2 separate regions of the Neogale vison genome follow, and region 1 is linked to region 2. The links are chromatin contacts, called in public Hi-C maps. All regions are on one chromosome and are shown on one strand. The core of a region is the stretch at or near the end of the contact, and the rest is flanking DNA. Distances in the headings are between cores, read along the strand shown. Region 1 holds the start of SPIRE1 (protein spire homolog 1). Region 2 holds the start of AFG3L2 (AFG3-like protein 2).

What was found. A called contact is a pair of places that touch in the nucleus more often than the background predicts.
Region 1: a Hi-C map of tongue shows a contact between it and region 2, with 5 times the contacts expected there. The contact joins the promoter of SPIRE1 here to the promoter of AFG3L2 in region 2. A contact is called at or near these places in 3 of 3 Hi-C or Micro-C datasets (fibroblasts, muscle and tongue).

The regions. Positions count from the first base shown.
Region 1 is chr3:210,152,970-210,155,818 of ASM_NN_V1, reverse strand. SPIRE1 (protein spire homolog 1) reads left to right here and starts at 1,362. Exons shown (of 18, transcript XM_044243648.1): 1 at 1,362-1,627.
Region 2 is chr3:209,914,096-209,916,921 of ASM_NN_V1, reverse strand. AFG3L2 (AFG3-like protein 2) reads left to right here and starts at 1,350. Exons shown (of 17, transcript XM_044243644.1): 1 at 1,350-1,620. The coding sequence starts at 1,504.

The sequences.
Region 1 (2,849 bases), core at 113-2,612, 240 kb before region 2:
CTGTATGTACTGTGATATCTTAAGCATTGGTAATAGACCCTTGTAATTTTTAGTGCAAGATGCAATGGTTAAGAGCGTGGGATCTAATATAACACACAAAGCTGCCTTAAAAGTTTAATTGGTAATTACTGTAAATTTCTTACTCGGTTGATACTTTAAACTCTCTCTGGTTCTTAGCACTAGCCTCAGAATGGAAAGTTACCAATTAAACTCGTTTACCAATGAGTGATTATTTTATCTAAGAATGATGTTGTATTGCATAACTTAATGAAGTCAGCGAGGTTCTGGGGAGTGCAGTATTTCTTTTCTTCTACGGCTTGTTCCCCTCAGTTCAATGTTGCCACCCTGATACTAATTCCACATCGTCTGAACATACTGGGCTCACTGGACTATGATGAGTGCGATCACTGGAGACATCCTTAGGGAGGAGTTGTGCGAACGTTACAAAATGAATCCGGAAGGACGCTGAAACTAATGTCTACAAATTATTTACAACATGGTTATATCCCAGGCCCTCATCTACGCACTTGGGAGAAGTCAGTGAGCAAACCCCATAAAGGCCCCTGTCCTCAGAGAGCTTACAATGAAAATGGGAGGACCTATTCAATAAACAGTACATCTAAGTAAATTATACGGTATCTCGATGGCGACAACTACCCCAAAAAGAGCAGAGGAGGATCCGGGGGATGATGAAGGAGCGAGGCCGGGCGCAGTACGAAGTCGGCTGGTCAGGAGAAACCGTGTGGAGGCTTGAAAGAGGCGCAGGACCCGCGCCCAGCCGACCGCCGGGGGTGGGCGGGAGCAGGCGCGGCGGCGGGGGAAGCCGGAGCGGTTTCAGAGACCTTTATTAGGAATTTGCTACAGGCTGGGTTCGAACTCCAAATTAGCCTCCCAGCGAGTCAGTTCCTGGGGGATCCAGGGCCAGTGGCCTCCCAGCGCGACGGGGGATCGCTGCAGTCGGCGCGGTCAGCTTGGCCACGGAGGGCACACCCGAGCTGCGGGCCGTGCGGACCCTTGGCGGGGCGGCTCCGCGGCCCCGGCACCGAGCGCGCGGCGAGGCGCGGGGCGGGGCCGGCGGACGCCATCGCGTCGCTACGGGCCGGCGGCAGCGGCGGCCTGGTCAGGACGGCCGCGGCGTCCTCGCCGCTCTCCGCTCGCCCACGGCAGCCGGGCCCTCGCCCAGTCCCCCGCCTGGTCCCCCACGGCGGCGCGCGCGGCCAGGTTGGGCGGGGCGGTTCCGGGGATGAGGAGGAGGCGGCGCGCCGAGACGATGCTCCGGAGCTGAAGAGACGCCGGCACACGGCGCGGCGGCCGAGCGCAGCGCCGACCCGCGGGATGGCTCAGCCGGCGGGCCCGGCGGGCGGCGGGGGGCCTGCGGACTCCGGGGCGGCTGGCGGCCCGCCGGACGCGCTGAGCCTGGAGGAGATCCTGCGGCTCTACAACCAGCCCATCAACGAGGAGCAGGCGTGGGCCGTGTGCTACCAGTGCTGCGGCTCCCTGCGCGCCGCGGACGCCGGCCGCCGCCAGCCCCGTCGCCGCGTGCGCTCAGCCGCGCAGATCCGCGTCTGGAGGGACGGCACCGTCACCCTGGCGCCCGACGACGCGGGAGAGCCGCCCCCGGCCACGGGTGAGGCCGCCGACCTGCGACTCCACCGAGACCCCTCTCCGCGGCCCCTTTTCCCTGGAAGCCCCCGGCCAGGCCCTTACGCCCCGCGACTCCCACCTCCCATGGGAGGACCCCCCCTGCGGCCCCATTTTTCTCCCTCGTCTTCCTGGGCCCTGCCCTTCTGCTGTGCGCCCCCCACCTCCGACAGGAGGACCCCCACCGCGGCCCCCCTTTTCCTTCGCAATGCCTGGGCCCTGCCCTTCCGCCCGGCGAACGCCCACCTCCCCTGGGAGAGCCGGGAGGAGCAGGGCCTGGGGCCGGCGGGGGGCGGGGTGGTGGTGGTGCTGGCCCTGTGGTCTAGCGGGGGCTCCACGTAGGTCAGAACAGGGGGGTGGGGGGACGGGCAGCGGCACAAAGAGGGGTTGTGAAGAGGGCGTCCGGGCGGGCCTGCGCCCCCCGAGTAGGGCCGCGGACCTGCCCAAGGTGCTGGTAATTGCACAGACTGTCATAGGACAGCTGCCCCCGTCTTGTTTGGGAAATGGAGTGGGTTGGGTCCTTTTCATGATAAGCTATGTATACATACTTACATGCCAGGGCTGTTTACTTGGGATGTGGTAGGTGCTATGAAAGGTTCACGTGAGATCTCGTCAAGGATAGTTAATTCTGCTGTCAGGAAAATTACACCTTTCGGAATGAGTAGTCAGCTAATAGTATTTTTTTTTTTTTTTAATTTGGTAACGAATTCCTTCAGTTTGGAAATATAAAAAGCCCCGAAGAGAATGTTGCTATTTTGGGAGAAACAGGAGGAGACGAAATAATGATTTCTAGCTCTTGAAAGTTAAAAATAACTACCATTTACCTGTGTGTTAAAATTTGTTGCAATGAGAAAACAGGCTTGTCAAGTCAAAAGTTGACAGGATGTCAGATAAACATAAAATGGGTTTTAGTTAGGTTATTGTCCAATGTAAATTCTTCAAGATTATCACCTACACATTATTATGTAGCTAGCGCTTACTCAGAGAGGTACTGATGATGAGGGGATTGATAATAGGTTTCTCCTATCAGTTTTTATATATTTCAGTCTTTTGAGAGGCAAGTATATTAAAAACATAGAGAAATAATCCGCCCTCACTTTTAGAAAGTTGATGGAAATGTCAAAATGCTTAAGGTGAAAGATGTACTTCATTATTCAGTAAAATGACATTTAATCCAAATCCTTATCTAAATTGATTAAAATAAAAAG
Region 2 (2,826 bases), core at 101-2,600:
TAGATGGTTATGAGATTAATGGGGATCATTTCATAATGTATAAAAATATGAACTCACTATCATGTACATTTGAAACTAATAGGATACTGTATGTTAACATTCAGTAAAAAATTTTAATAATGGTATGAATTTACCATTGTTTTAAACAGTCCCCTATAGATGAATATTCTAGTTATTTCCAATAAATTGTGACTACAAGCCATGCTGTAATTATTAACCTTGTGCTCACAGCATTTTATACATGTGCAAGTTGTCTGTAGGGTTCGTTTCTATAAATGGAATGTCCGGGTTAAGGAACACATGCATTTGACATTTAGGTAGACATTGCCAATTTCCCTTCCACACGCTGTCATCATTCTTTGTGCCCACCAGTTATTTCTGAGAACGCCTGCCAGTAGAGTGAGTTGTCAATATATTGGATTTTGCCACTGTGACAGGTAAGAAATTTCATTACCATTTCAGTGTCTGTTCTTCCAGATTTTTCCTGTCTATGTGCATACGTTAATACATTTCTGAGGCCACCTTCATACTCCTCCCCAGCCTCATCTCCTGCCTTTCCTTTTCCTCCCCATCGGCAACATCAGCTACCATTTATATTATACATACTACTGGCCAAGCTAACAGAAAACAGTGACATGTAAAACTTGACTCCAGAGTCCTCTCTCTCCTCCACAGTCACGGAGTGCGAAACAGCGTGCAGTTCCATTGAGTTCATCTGAGAATCATTTCTCTTTCAAACGGCTCCCAATGGATCCAAGCCAGATGTCACAGTCTCAACACTTTTATCATTGCATTTAGCTCACCGATTTGTGATTATTTGCATTGCTCTCCTAGGGTTAGGGATGTGTGTTAGCATCTCCAGACACTTGGGCGATGCCGCCGCTGATTAGGAGCTCAATAAAATATTTCGGGAGTGACACACCGAGTGTGAATGCCCAAAATGTCGACAATGGCCTCGCGCCGAAACAAGGAAAGATCCGTTCGTCTGGGGCCGCAGCAGCCTTCCCGGCTCTCTCCTGGTTGCTACGAGCTGGCCCCGCCCCGCAGCCCTCGCCTCCGCTAGCCCTTCTACCCTACGGCCACGCCTCCAGCCCCGCCCCAACGTCCCGCCCTCCTCCCCGCCCACCAGCCCTACGCTCCTCCCTCTAGGCCCACTACCACGCCCGCCCTCCCCTCCACCCCGCCCACTACCCGCTGTCGCCCTCGACGCTCCTCCTCTTTCGATCGCGCCGCTCCGGGAGCGAGGACGCTCCGGACCCGAAAGAACGGCCCTAGACCCCTGCGCCCGCTCTGCGGCTGACGTCAGCACGCCGGGAGGGGTGGAGCTGGGAGAAGACGCGCGCGTCGAGAGCGTGGGCTCGCCTGTGAGCCCGGGACCCGCAGCGCGGTTCGCTGGTTGTTCCGACCCGGTTCCCGCGACCGGAGTCGGTCCGTCGCCGCCTCTCCGGCCGCAGAGCCGCGCCTGCGCAGCGCCCCCGGCCCGAGCAGGCGGCGCCGGCGGCCATGGCGCACCGCTTCCTGCGGCTGTGGGGCCGGGGAGGCTGCTGGCCCCGCGGCCTGCCCCCACTGTTCGTGCCTGGTGGCCGCCTGGACCCCACCGAGCGGTCCTGCCTCCGGACGGTGAGTCCCGGGGGCCCAGCGCCCTCCGTCCCCGGCCCGGCTCGACCCTCGGGCCTGCTTCCGGCCCGGGAGAGCAGGCCGTCAAGGTCACCGGCCCCCGGGCGCTCTCGCGCCTGTCCGGGCGTCTGGGGCGGGTTCCTCGCGTGAATGAGGCCGCGTGCGCTGCGTGTTCCGTGCCAGGACGCCCAGCGTTTCAGATCGGTTTTCTCCCGTGGTTCCCGTAAGCACGCTGTGCGTCTCAAACCCTGGGTGTAGAATTGGATTTTTGAAAACAGAATCAAATACTTGTGCGTCAGGGAGCTTCAAAAAGATCATCCGGGAGGGTCCTCTGACTTCATTCAGGACGAACCCATTTTACAGATAGAGCAAATGAGACCTGAAAACGTTAAGGAACTTGTCTGTCGTATCTCCAGTGTAGCTTACCTTTCTTTCACCTGCTCTCATGGTATGGAAAAGTAGCAGCTGTTGTGCGTGTGTTTTAAGCGTTGCCAACGGGAGCATGGTCTGAAAGCACAGGTTTTGGAGGTAAGCTACGCAGCCTCTCTCAGCCTCCATTTCTCCATCTGTAGAATGGGGCTATTGCTGCCATTCTGGGTCTGGCACATAGTAGATAATACATATTAACTATGATTATTAATAACATCATCTCCTCAGAGTAGAGAATGTGCTTTTTGTTGTATAAGAAGGCCTGTCTTCAGTTGGAGGCTGTTTTTCTGTTGGTAAGGAGCAGATAACAGGGCTCCCACGTGTGGGCTGCGGTAGTACGTTTTTCTGAAGTGATGGTAGCCTGTTCTCCCGGGACAGCGGCAGTAATCTGTCAAGTAAAGGTTCATGTAATGGGTGGGTAGTCAGTATCATCTATTTCAGCCACATGGTCTCTTGCTGTCTGCCAGTTTTTTAGAGACCAGCCTTGGCATTGGTTTACTTAGGGCCAAGGGGCAAATGAACACGGTGGTTAAGGCCCAGAGTCAGTCACAGGAACCTGTCACTTACTAGCCAGATGCCTTTGAGGAAATTATCTCAGCCTCTCCACTTAAAATGGAGCCTTCATGATTTTCTTTGAAAATCTTGCCAGTCTTGGAGTATCTTCATCTCTGTCTTACACGACTGCCCTGCGCTAGGCCTAACGTTTGCGTCACATCGTCTTGCCATCTTACCATGCCCTCTTCATTTGTCCCTAGTGAATACTGGACTCAGACAAGTAAG